Linked DNA regions of Mus musculus: all the other regions are linked to region 2. A link is a contact called in public Hi-C and HiChIP or PLAC-seq data. All regions are on one chromosome and are shown on one strand. The core of a region is the stretch at or near the end of the contact, and the rest is flanking DNA. Distances in the headings are between cores, read along the strand shown. Region 1 has its middle 39 kb from the start of Bcl6. Region 2 overlaps Lpp (LIM domain containing preferred translocation partner in lipoma). Region 3 overlaps Gm46545 (predicted gene, 46545). Region 4 holds the start of Bcl6 (B cell leukemia/lymphoma 6).

The links. A called contact is a pair of places that touch in the nucleus more often than the background predicts. HiChIP or PLAC-seq counts read pairs in DNA pulled down with a chosen protein or histone mark.
Region 1: a Hi-C map of bone marrow-derived macrophages shows a contact between it and region 2, with 18 read pairs. The contact joins two enhancer-like sites. A contact is called at or near these places in 1 of 484 Hi-C or Micro-C datasets (bone marrow-derived macrophages) and 2 of 115 datasets of contacts at active chromatin or transcription factors (bone marrow-derived macrophages and microglia).
Region 3: a contact with region 2 is called in an H3K27ac HiChIP or PLAC-seq map of microglia, with 8 times the contacts expected there. The contact joins two enhancer-like sites. A contact is called at or near these places in 1 of 15 datasets of contacts at CTCF or cohesin (large pre-B cells), 1 of 484 Hi-C or Micro-C datasets (liver) and 3 of 115 datasets of contacts at active chromatin or transcription factors (bone marrow-derived macrophages, large pre-B cells and microglia).
Region 4: a Foxp3 HiChIP or PLAC-seq map of regulatory T cells shows a contact between it and region 2, with 10 times the contacts expected there. The contact joins the promoter of Bcl6 here to the enhancer-like site in region 2. A contact is called at or near these places in 17 of 39 promoter capture datasets (the 3T3-L1 cell line, the C10 cell line, the HPC-7 cell line and 12 more), 2 of 15 datasets of contacts at CTCF or cohesin (large pre-B cells and pro-B cells), 58 of 484 Hi-C or Micro-C datasets (the 63-12 cell line, the AML12 cell line, B cells and 36 more), 51 of 115 datasets of contacts at active chromatin or transcription factors (the 230-238 cell line, DN3 thymocytes, the HPC-7 cell line and 39 more) and 5 of 9 other capture datasets (adipose tissue, embryonic stem cells, liver and 2 more).

What each region holds. Positions count from the first base shown.
Region 1 is chr16:24,026,361-24,029,469 of GRCm38.p6, forward strand. No RefSeq gene overlaps it. Among named protein-coding and RNA genes, the nearest start is that of Bcl6, 39 kb to the left of the region's middle. Within about 2 kb of position 1,296, at least 15 of the 459 cell types and tissues checked have an H3K27ac peak or open chromatin away from gene starts, as enhancers often do. A contact at or near this core is called in bone marrow-derived macrophages and microglia, where this site is marked.
Region 2 is chr16:24,627,950-24,630,930 of GRCm38.p6, forward strand. The region is part of intron 5 of Lpp (LIM domain containing preferred translocation partner in lipoma); the gene reads left to right. Among named protein-coding and RNA genes, the nearest start is that of Mir28a, 200 kb to the right of the region's middle. Within about 2 kb of position 1,567, at least 111 of the 459 cell types and tissues checked have an H3K27ac peak or open chromatin away from gene starts, as enhancers often do. A contact at or near this core is called in the 230-238 cell line, the 63-12 cell line, B cells and 25 more, where this site is marked.
Region 3 is chr16:24,074,649-24,077,619 of GRCm38.p6, forward strand. Gm46545 (predicted gene, 46545) reads right to left here. Exons shown (of 2, transcript NR_155457.1): 2 at 1,827-2,971. Among named protein-coding and RNA genes, the nearest start is that of Gm46545, 6.6 kb to the right of the region's middle. Within about 2 kb of position 1,648, at least 31 of the 459 cell types and tissues checked have an H3K27ac peak or open chromatin away from gene starts, as enhancers often do. A contact at or near this core is called in bone marrow-derived macrophages, where this site is marked.
Region 4 is chr16:23,987,393-23,990,615 of GRCm38.p6, forward strand. It overlaps Bcl6 (B cell leukemia/lymphoma 6), which reads right to left and starts at 1,460. Exons shown (of 10, transcript NM_009744.4): 1 at 1,183-1,460. It overlaps Gm31527 (a long non-coding RNA gene), which reads left to right and starts at 875. Exons shown (of 2, transcript XR_384770.3): 1 at 875-1,836.

The sequences.
Region 1 (3,109 bases), core at 46-2,545, 600 kb before region 2:
TTTTTAAATGAACAAATAAAACAACAACAAATCCAACTCTTCTATGCAGCAGCCTGGGGGTTTGTCCAGAGCTCACTGCTTTACCGGGTACTAACAATAAAAGCCTAGTGTAAGACTGCAGTCCTTTCTTTAAGGAGTGCTAATTGGAGAAAAGCTCTGTTCGCATTGGCGGGGGTGGGGGAGGAAGGTGTCATCATGCTGGGTGATTCTTTAGAAAAACGCTGTTTCAGTGTCTACTTGCACTTTGAGTAATTCAAAATAAGCCCATGAGTCGGCACTGAGGAGAGCACTTGCTAATCAATCTAACAAATGCTTCGGAATTAACAGGTCAAGGCCTCTTCATAAATGCGGGGACCAGAGGCTTGGAAAGCATTTGATTCTCCTATATACTGCAAACATTTTTCGTCATAACTTCACAATGCTCATTGTTCTGTTTTGGGGGTCTGAGCACAACCTGGAAGCCCTCTGGGGGACCACACTTCCAGGATGACTGGAATCTAAAATCCGAAGGGAAGGTGGCCTTCCTTCTGCCTAAGGTGCCTTGGTGCTTTCCCTTTGTTCCCAGTGGTGCTGGAGATTGAACCCAGGACCCTGAGGGCAAAGCAAGAGCCATGTCATTGAGTTAGACCCTCAGCCCTTTTCTTATTCATTTCTACGAATCAAAAAGTTCTGACTTTGGAAGCTGAACTCAAAGGTTACTTATTGGTAATGACGCTCCTTAGGCCGTCAAACTGGCCATCCTCTTGCCTCAGAGTATTGTGACCATTCGGCTAGCATGACTGAAATGCGTGTGCCTGACATTTTCTGTCCCCTGTTGAGTTTCCCGAGGATGGGGTTATGCCTAACTCACTTGCTTACTCTGCCTTGTGACATACAGCAGTTTTGCTTGGTGATAGTGCTATGTTCTGTTTGCCATTCCTTGGTGACTCTGTAAGGCAAGGCCTAGGTTCAGCTGCCCCACTGGGATCCAAAATAAGAAAGGCTAAAACAACAAAGTAGTTTCCTTCTCATTTACATTGCCAAAATCACCACGAGGAGGGAATGGCTTATCACGCTGTACAGTTCTGGAAAGCCAGGCCTGGCCCTCTCAGCTAATGCCTCAAGCAGTCTGGAGCAGCAGCCATGTTGTTGGTCTGTCACACCGTTGAACGGAGGACAGACACTGGGAATACCAAGAAGAAATTTCTTGTAAAGTTCTCATGATAATTACTTTAACCTAAGATATGTAGGTATAAAACAGAACAGAAAGCCGGAGAAGGAAGTGGCCATAAATACTCCCAGCCATCTAGGGGAACCGAATTTGATTCTAAGCTTCTTGGAAACTACGTAGAAAAAGAGAACACAATGGGACAGTGGATTTCTCTTTCTAAAGAGACAAAACTTATGAACTCATCTGCTGGAGAAACCAAATTTTCATGGTTATTAAAATGAAAATAGCATCGCCCCCCCCCCCCACAGTTGGCGTTTAAGCATAATAAGGTCTCTCATAGTGAGAATGCAAGGGGAGGGAGAAGAGAAGAAAAAGGAGAAGAGGAGGAGGAGGCAGAGGAGGGGGAAGAGGAGGAGGAGGAGGAGGAGGAGGAGGAGGAGGAGGAGGAGGAGGAGGAGGAGGAGGAGGAAAGAGAGAGACCTATCAAACCCCTCTAAGGCATTCAGCACAAACTCTCTGCACTGTCTGGCCCCCTCTCCGGTCTTGGCTTCTGCTGTTACCCTCTATCATAAATGCTTTTGTGAAGGACAATATTAAGTTGGTCCCGGCTCTGACTCTATTCCAGTACTTATCTGCTAGGCATTCTTAATTTTCTGAAACACTTGACCTTGATTAAATCACGCCCTTTATTTCTTTTGCATAAAACTTTACTGGTTTCGCTCCTGATCGTGTGCAGTGTTCTTTCTTGATTTCCCTTTGAGACTAGTTGGGTCCCATTCTTCTTTTAAATATCAGCAACCTTCTGGCTTTCTTTTTCTGGGTACCTCCCTTCCTTCCTTGCTTCCCTCCCTTCCTTATTTCCTTCCTTTTTTAACTCATTCCTTGCTTCTTCCCCTTTCTAGGAAATGCCATCTGCCCTTATGATTTTAATTTATTCTCTAAATTTTAATAATTCACAGTTTTAGCCTCACATTACAATGTACACTTGGGTTAACTCTTTAGATTTTTAAATTTGAATTATTTATATGTGTTTACACTTGTTCGTGTTTGTCTGTGTGGGTATATACACACATGTATTAAGATTTCTGTGAAGGCCAGAAGAGGACCCTAGATGTTCTGGAACTGAACCAACAGGGTGGATACTGGCAACTTAACCCAGGTCCTCCGCAGGAGCAACATCAACATGGTATCTCCAGTTCCTACTTGGGTTTGAAATTTGCATATTCAACATTCTCCTGACTTAGTTTATACATCCCTTTACTTCTGCATGTCTCAGATTGATAGTTGTCTTCCTCCTAACCTTTGTTACCCCTTGTGTTTTTCATCTCAATGAAGGGCTCTATCTTCCACTCAAATGTTCAAGACTGAATAGTAGTGGGGTTTAACTTTTCTCTGAACTCTGCTCCCCCCAAACCTCAACAATCTTCAATCACAGGGCACTACTAACTCCAGTTCCTAAATCTCCCTTTAGCTATTCTCCTAATCCTATTCCCAGGGACATGACCTAAGAGCAGTGGAATTCTGTTGTAACACAGAGTCAGACTCCTGTCCCTGGCTTGCTTTTCTTCTAACTGGATCCTACAAGTATGAACTTGTCTTAAAGTGTAAAGCATAGTGCATCTCAATATAGCCCTAGTTCTATACCCAAAACTATCTACCCCTGCCTGTGTCTCCCAGTTTACCTCTTCCTTGTCAAACTTCAAAGAGCACACTGTCCCCAACTGCACCACTTCTTAACCACACCTGCTCATCGTCGCCATGTGCTGCTCCCATCCACCCACCCGTCTCCTGGAGTATCAGCTTTTAACTCTCACCTTAAAAACAACCTAGCTGTTATTTATTCACGGACATATATTTCATATATGTATGCAGTGTATCATGGTCATATTATGGTATTGTCTTTCATGCAGTTTTTTTATGTGCATGGCTGTTTGGCCTGCATGTATGTACGCACGGCAC
Region 2 (2,981 bases), core at 317-2,816:
TCATTAACTAAGGACTGACATAAGTTTATGTTTTCATTAAATGTGATAGTATAAGAATCTAGCCCAACATTTCTAGCAGTGGCTTATTAAAGTATTCGAAGTGACAAAATAATTTGAATTCCCATTGCCTTGTTACTGGTCATGTGTCTTTCCTATAGTCCCTACAGTCAAGGTCTTCATAGATATAACTGTATGGGGAAACGTGCTGGAGGATTCAGATATTTACTGCCTGCTTCCCTGAACTGAACCCGGGCAGCTCTGGAAGGATATTTAGAACTGATTAGATAAGAGGGTTTTATGTACTGGAGGAGGTAGAGATGGTTGCACAGATTTTTCTCCTAGCCATACCCACTGATCTTGAACAATGGACACATGAGTTCAGGTGTAGTCTACTGACAGTTCCTGGTATATTATCCTGTGTGGGGCTGGGAGTGTATAGCTCAGTAGTAGAAGGTTTGCCAAACAACTGTTAAGGTGGTGGGTTCAAATCCTACCCTGCATAAATAAACCAAAGGAAAACCACACTACTTGTGTTCTTGTGTCTCACATAGTTTCATTGTGATATGTGATGGATCCTAAGTGAGGACATAGACAAAGGGTAGCTGAACGCATGTCCTTACAGTTGCTTCTGTCCCTGTGACAAACTGAGCCTCTCCTTCTTGTCATCACTGTTTTAATAATAGTAACATGACCTATAGTAAAGATTTTTTAGTATTAACCATGTTCTAGATATCATTCCTGATCCTCCTCTCTCAGTTGTCACGTTAATTTTAAGAAATTGTTTTGTTAGTGTCTTTCACTTGATGCTGATCTACCCTTGTCATGGCCACAGTGCTTTCTTCCCGATATGAGGCAAGGAAAGACAGGAGCCAGAGTGGAGTCTTGTAGGTGTCCATGTTCATGAGAGTCAACACAGTTCTGATCCTGAGGCTGAGATCAGAACTAGTGTTTGAGCTGTCATTGTGGAATCCTCCAGAAGCAGGATGAAAAGAGTTGCTATGGCAGGCAGCAGAGACTGGACTTCATTAGGGCTGTGACTTTCTCATCAGCTATTTGGTTCTTGAAGACAGGAGTCTGGCACACAGTTGGTATACATTGTTAATTTCAGGCTCAAAGGAACAAGTGGATGTTTGACTATTTCAAGAGAGTCTACTTAATTCTTCAGAAATTTTGTTCATCTGTAATCAGCCTAGAGTTTTCATGGAATTTCTGCTAATACAAAATCTTGTGTGATATTAAAACAGAGCTCTGGAACTGTGAAGATGTTAACACATTTCAAAATGTGTTGGTTTGATTTATTGTTTTCTTGTTCTGATAAAGATAGGGGACTACTCTTCTCTGTTTAGTGATTAAGTCACCCGCCACCTTTTTCTATTTTGGTCTTTGTGGTAATACATGTTTCCTGGAAAATTCCCCCCCCCCCCCCGTTCTATTAATACAGTAAAAGGGGGTTACGGCCGTGACTCACCCCAGGAAATCAGCCTTCGTTTGCTTCCTCAATCTCACAAACAGTGCAGTCCCCATGCACAAAATCAACAACTTCTGCAAATGGGTTACTTTATAGTTCTTAAGAAAGTTCTAGAAAATACAGTATTTGTGGTCGACTGTGTGCTTCCTGTGATGGTGGGGATTGTACAAAAGTTCAGGTTTTGCTTCTCAGTGTTCGTGAAATCCTTGCCACGCTAGATCAGTGATATGGTCTCTGGTAGGAGTTCTCTGACCTGCTGATGTTGAGCAAACATTCCAGGAACACATCCTTGCACAGTTACAGCTCAGGGCAGGGGCTTCAGCAGTTACTGTCTGGGGGTCAGAATTTCAGTGCACATGAGGTGTGTGCCAGCTTAGAGTCCCACTGTCACCCCTCTGCTCACTCGGCAATGACTGGATGGGGCCATCCACACATTAATTCTCTCCATGTGTCTTGGCGTCTCTGAGGTTTTGCTCAGTTCTCCTCATGAACTTGGGACCTGCTCTAAGGAAGCTTCCATTCCCATGACTGTGACTGCTATTACACAGTTACCTGTCATGTCCAAGGACTTCAGACTGTGAGCTCATCCTAAGGATGTCTAGCCTCAGCTGATGTGGATCAAGGCTGCGTAGAGTAAGCTTAGTCATTTTAATTCCATACGTTGTTCAACCCCAATTTTGTCTAGAAATTCATTCTTTTAAAAACAGAAATGGAGTTTAACCATGTGTTTTCTGTAGGATTTGTATTTTCCACTTTGCCTTATAATTTATATTCTTCCTTAGCTGATTTTTTAGGTATCTGACTGTGAATTTTTTCTGAATTATAAATGTCTTCCTTTTGACATTACTCTTCACTGCCTTTCTATTTTCCTGGTACAGTATGGGATAAATAGTAGCTGTTCACTGTTTGAGAAATGCTAACTATGTGGTTATTTGACCAGTGAGTGAACTTCTCTGGATCTCTGGTGTAGGAAAGGGTAGAGGAACAGTTCCTGCTTATTTTGAAGGCTAGGTATTATATTTAAAAACTCTTTTAATAGTGCCTGGTACTTAGTAAGCACTTACTAAATGTTATCATAAATAAATGATCTTTCTGCTACTTATAAAGTAGCCACATAGCATTTCCTTCTAGGATTTTCTTCCAGTCTTTTATGATGGATAAAGAAGAGCCATACAGTCTAGGAGTTCCTGTCAGCTTTCTTTATATAGGAAACCAGATGTAAATATGCTGTTTCAGTTACATACATCTCATATTTTTATATGATTGCTGACAAAACATTAAGTAAGAATTATGCTATCATATTCCCTAGATATCAATTCATGCTCTCATTAAAGTCAGACATTTATCTGGTACTGCTGACTGCTGTTCTTACCCGCAGTAATGTTAAGTACTGTCACCATTTAATGGTCTTGCCTGACCTTTGGGCATTAGTGCCAATCCTTTCTTCATTCTGTCCATGAAAACAACAACTTAGACATCCCATTCCTTCCTCCCTGTGTCTTCTTCTAGCTTA
Region 3 (2,971 bases), core at 398-2,897, 550 kb before region 2:
GAATTTCCTGTGCCTGGCACTATCCCAAAATCCTTTCTGCTTTTTGGATGTCCCACCTCCAACTTTCTGACTCCGCTATAGGGCATCAGTTATACTATTGACAGGTGTCACATCCATACAGACACAAGATATTTTCTCTACACCCCTCATAGTCTAGTGACTTGATTCTTCTTTTCTTTTTCCTTTTTCTTTTTCTTTTTCCTCTTTTTTCTTTTTTCTTTTCTTTCCTTTCTTTTCCTTCCCTTTCCTTCCCTTTTCTTTCCATCCCTTCCCTTTTCTTTTCTTTCCCTTTTCTGTCAGAGTGAAGCCCCTGAATGTAAGAAGAAATCTTTCACCAACCAGCCAGCACTTCAAAGGTGTCAACCAGAGTACGTTGGACAATGAGCTAAAACAATGAAATTAGAGTGAAAGTATGGATCAGGGAGATCTATAGACGCACACTGAAATCCTAAGGGTAGGCTACCTCTTCCATGGTCAGTACAGGATGGCTGAGTGCCAGCTCTAAGTCATGCATGTCACCCTGTAGGAGTGGATAAAGCCATTAGCGAGCCTGGGTGGGGATAGCTTTCTTTGCTCGGGTTGTGTTGCAGTACAGGAGGGTTGAACCCAATGAGCAAGTAGGGGTGAGGGAGGAGAGGCAATGAGAAAGTGTGATTTTTATTTGTTTACCTCTCACCTGTCGGGGCACCTTGGGCCATGGATGAAATGAATTAGGCTTTAAAAAAACCAAACCAAACCAAAAAAATGAACCAGTCACTCTTCAACATGGTCCGCAGAGCAGCAGCAATGGAATTCCATACCAGAGCAACAGAAATATAGAAGTGGATTGACAGTCGGAATCAGCAACTTCAGAGGGGGCCCAAGCAATCACCTATTCTATCTGGTCCTCATGTTCTGAGGCACGGTCAAGTTTGAGAACCACAGGGCTATCTATACACAGGGACTTTTAAAGTCCTTTCCTTTTGTTTGTAGTTGCAATGGTCTATATTTCTTCTATTGATGTCTTAGTCCTTTTGCTGATGAAGGAGCAGATACTCACCCTCACTCATTCCATTTATATGTTCTACCCAGCAAAGTCCTTGTCCTCTAAGACCTCAAGAACATCCACAGTTTAGGACCCTGGGGTGTCCCTGGACATGTGCTCTAGTGGTGGATCCTTTGAGAAGACATCCTATGTTGGCATTCTGATCCAGGGCCTAGCAGGCCCAAGGCAGGGTTTATGTCAGAGGCCTCAGGGAGGGTGAGGCTGAGGTCCAAAGAGGCCTGGTGAGGAGGGAGGCTGAGGTTCAGGGGTGTGACAGTGTAATCCCCTTACCCAGTGTCCCATCCTGGGGATGTGAAGAAAAGCTGTCCTGTGTTCTAAGAGGCTGGTTGCAGCCTCAATTCATTTTCACATTGGCTGCCTTTGGGGCCAATATGCCTCCACCCTGAATTTTCTATCCCTTTCAATGGGGCTCAGCAAATCATATGAAAAAGTCAAGAGGCTGTTTAAGAAGCACTCATCTGGACCCACAGACACACACACACACACACACTCTCTCTCTCTCTCTCTCTCTCTCTCTCTCTGCCCCTCCTCCAATGCCATGATGATTCACTTCACATCTCTTCTCCTGTCATTTTATGGAGTCATGATGATGGTGAGGATGAGCTTTAGGGGATAGAGTGGGTGTGGGGAACTCCGTGGTTAGAGGACCTCGCAGTGGGGACACCCTGTTGCAGAAGCAGAACTCAAATGGTTTGGGTAATTATCTGTATGATAGATGAAATCCAAAGAGCACAGAACCAAAGAAAGACAAACACCCATTCCCTGATGCCCACCCCACCCCACCCCCAGCAGCCAGGCACCCACTCTTTTACCCCAAAGCAGAGATCATACCAAGAGCAGAAAGAGGCAGGGTGGAGAAGCAGAAGGGCAGTTCTGGGCCCTGGAGCTTGTGACAGTGGCTACCTTCCTAACCATCCCAGCAGATGTCCCTCTAGCAGACAGGCAGAAGGAAGTCTCTGTGGTCTGGGGCCCCACCCTGGATAGTTCTGTAATGGTGCCATTCTCAGAAGAGGAAGTGCAATGCCATGGGTAGGCACCGAGGTCTTTCTCCCAAGGGACACTCTACTTCTTGGTCCAGGTGATATTGAATGATATCCGTGGCTATTCCATCTCTTTGTGTCTTGCTCTCTGAAAGTAGAGAATGTTAGCCATGCCAGCACAAGCCCCTTGCCTAGGCACGTGAGAAAGCACAGTGGATAGGGCTGTTTATATTGGCACTTCTCCTTTATCTAACGTTGCCAGCTATAGGAGTTTCACGTGCAGTATCTCATCGGTGCCCTCTGTCAAGCCTGGCCATACATTCTTAGCCTTGTAAGGAAAACAAGATGGAGAGAGGTTGGTTTCCAGTGTCACACAGCAAGTCTAGAGTGGCTTAGGGGTTTTGAGTAGAGACTTGTCATTTCAGCACAACATTCTGCTCTCTCACCCATGAAAATTCAAGGCCTTTTCAAGAAAATGCTATCCCCTGGTTGTGCCATCATTGCCTCATGCCTCTGACTCTCCAGATGCTTGCAATTCTCACAAACAATATTCTGTTTCCCTCGTTTCTGGAATCCAGCCTCTCGACACGCGGGCAGATTTGGCTGTGACCTCTACTCTATTTTCTTCAGAGTCCAGACAGAATTCCTTAAGAGTCCACAAGGACTTATTGCATTTACTAGTTCTCAATGAGGTCAAAGGGAAACATTGGTCCTGTGGGTTCTCCGGAGCATGACTCTGACCTCTATAGCAGCTTGGGCCTTGAGATGGTGAGACTTCATAAGAGAAGGCAGACTCCTAAGACATTCCGGGTTGGGGGCTCTTCCCAGTGGGTGCCATTGTTCCCCATGGTTGGGAATCACAGTGTGGGCTCAGGCCCCCTCTGCTCTGGAGCTGGGCACCTTCCCCACTTGCTCTCTTGGTGGCCAGTCCCACACCTGTTTCTTA
Region 4 (3,223 bases), core at 210-2,709, 640 kb before region 2:
AACACAGCTTGCACCAAGGGGGAAAAATGAAATTAAATTTAGGAAAGGGAGGGAACTACCGCTGAGAGCCAACGCAGTCACGCAGCACCCAAAATACAAACACCGCGGCCGCCAGAAATCCCGCCACCTCTCCGGAGCTCCGGGCTGGCTGGCCAAGACCCCCCCGGGTCCCGCACGCTGAAAGCGCCGCAGGTGCAAAAAAAACAAAAAACAAAAAACAAAAAAACCGCGCACCCCTCTCCCACCCTCCCCCAAAATCCCTGTCCCGCCTTCAAGCCTCCTTCCTCGGGCTGGGCAGACCGAGCGCACCCGGGTTCCCGACTGCCTCGACTCCAACCAAGAAAGAGTAATTTTCAAAGTATTCAACGTCCCCGCCCCCCGTGCAAGCGAAGCCTTCCCAAAACACTGTCTCTCCTTGGGAAGATCACGGCTCTCAAAGGAAACTGCAGACACGATACTTCATCTGGCTTTATGACCAAAAAGAAAAGGGAAAATAAAACAACCAGCCGAGGAGTTGGCTTGCATTCCCCCCGCTGACTCCCGGCTCGGGTGCAAGGCAGGGACTGTGCGGGGCCGGGGCCGGGGCCGGGGCCGGTGGACGGCCGCCAACGCGGGCACCGGGAGAACTGAGCGGGGAGGGAGGCAGCGGCGGGGAAGGCAGTTTGCAAGCGAGCAGAGAAAGCAAGCCAAGCCGCGCGAAGCCGGCGGGGCCGCCGCGGTCCGCCCTCCCAGGCCGCGCAACCCAGCGCCCGCCGCCCCGCGCCCCTGCGTCTCCAAACACCGAAACAACACCGGGCAGGGCGGCACAGCCTCCCCGAGGCGGCCGAGGCGCTCCAAGACAGCAAAAAAAAAAAAAAAAAAAAAAAAAAAAGAAGAAGAAGAAGAAGAAGAAGAAGAAGAAGAAGAATACGTATGCGAAAAGCTAGATCCTACAGTGGGAGAGACGTGGGGCTGATCTTCGGCATTTATTTTAACACCTGACAGCTAGAATCAATAAATAGATACATTTATATCAATAGATACACATAGGAAACTTGGAGCCAAAGCATTTGGCAAAAGCGGAAAAAAAAAGAATTAAAAGGTAAAATAATGATCATGAGCAGCGGCGGCGGCAGCGGCACCAGCGGCAACAGCGGCGGCGGCGGCAGCGGCAGCGGCGGCGGCAGCAACAGCAATAATCACCTGGTGTCCGGCCTTTCCTAGAAACTTCTTGCATCACCACTTCTAAGAACCCCAGTTCTAAGAATCAACAGAGCTCAATTCTCGGAATTTGAGCTGCGGGCTTTACCATTGCTCCGCAGCAGGGGAGGACTCGGTGGCAGCGGCGCGCTCCGCAGCGCCCTCCCGGCCGGCAGAATGCCTCGGGGCCGCGCCGCTCGCCGCCCTATAGTGCGGATCGTGGTTCCCGCAGCACCGCCGCCCGGAACACCGGGGGTCCCGAGGCGGGCGCGCGCGGCTACAAGGCGACCCTCCCTGCCCCGGGCCACCGATGGAACCGCCCGCTCCGCCGCCGTCACGTGGGCTCCGTGACGTCGGCGTCTTCGCTGTAGCAAAGCTCGGCCTCTGGAATTCTGAGAACTAATTTGCTATTCGGTGACATAAGAGGGAGAGTGCGCTTTGCTTTCCCGGGGTCTGGGGCTAATTCTTCCTCTCCTACCCATAAACTCGGCTCCTCGAGCTAAATACACAAAAGGGAGCGAGAGAGTTGAGCCGTTAGAACAAGTGTGTTAGAGGCAGGTTTAGAGAGACGAGGGAGGGAGAAAACAATAAATACCACAGCTCCTTCCAGCTAGAGTATTAGGCACCACGAGAAAAATATTTGCCAAGCAGTTTTCGGTGGGTTCATTTGTTTTCTTTTTATTTGGGACAATTATGTTGGGGCGGGGGGGGGGTCCTTTGGGGATGGTGGCTTGGGATGCTCCTGTTGTATTTTAATGATTTAGGTGGGGTTTTTTTTCCGCTTCTGATTTTTGCCTTTTGCAAGTTTGTGGTGTTATGTAAATCGTCGGGACTGTCATTCGTTGGTTTTATTGTCTCCCTGCGTTCTCGCTTTCTCTCTCTCTCTCTCTCTATCTCTCTCTCTCTCTAAAGGTGCAATATTTCAACCTAATACCATTGACAGAAGCTTACATTTTTGGCCACATATGACAGCCCCAACCTCCAACACCACCACCGCTCCCCGCCCGCCCCCCCCGCCCGCCCCCCAGCCGCCCTTGGTACAATTTCCTTTTCCTCTTGGACTTTTGCTGAAGCTTTCCTGCACTTGAAAGAGATGTAAAAGGATTTGGATTGGTTTGGTTTGTTTCTTTCCAGGACAGCGAGTGGTGGGTTTACTCTGTTACTGTTGACTCTCAGGAAATTTCTTGATGCTAGAAATGTGTGTGTGGGTACGTGTAATGTTTGCCTGTTACAACATTCTGTGAAGCCAAATACATGTTTGTATTTTGCTATTTTCTTAAGGTCTTGAACATTCCCCCCACCCTTTTTTTTAAACCCCCACTGGGTTCGTTTCAAGGTCGTCGGGAGAAAGGAAAAAAAATCTCTTCAGTATGTGTTGAAGGGATCAGCCTGAGGGAATTCTAAAGGCCTGGCTGCCAGGATCACAGATACTGCGCGTATTGAGTACAGGCTGTGCTACACTAGGCGCACTGCTCGCAGCCGGGTCCTCTAGGCTTTGGAGCAGAGCTGAGGGGAGGAGAGGAGCGGAATCTTTCTTTCCCTTCTTTCTTCCTTTATTTTAAAAGGTGAATACAGGGCAGACTCCTTTCACGGTGGGCCCTGGGTTATGTGTTCATAGCTGCAGTTTCCTTATTTAAATGTTGGTCGGGGTTTTTGCCCTCCTACTCATCCCTGGATGAGTGAGACTCTTGTTTCTTTTATGTCTGTCTCTTGCAAGAAGGGTGTGAGCTAAATAATATTCAGATTCCTTAAGAACTAGAATGAACTCAAAGTGTTTGGAGCAAAAGACTCTTTCAAAGGTCAGGCTGTTCTGGGCTTTAGCTGTGAAAGTCCTTCAAGTGGCTCGTTAAATCACAGAGGGGTTTTCAAGCATTCGCAAAATATCTCCACATATTAATTTCTAATGAATACTTGTGGACCACAACCCTAAACGTGGGCTTAAAAATAGAGATGCAAGCAGAGTTCTGGAAGACTGCTGGCTTGTGGGGTACAGAGGACTGGTCCTATGAGAAGTTTTTGCTGTGCTGTTGTTGGAGTACCACCA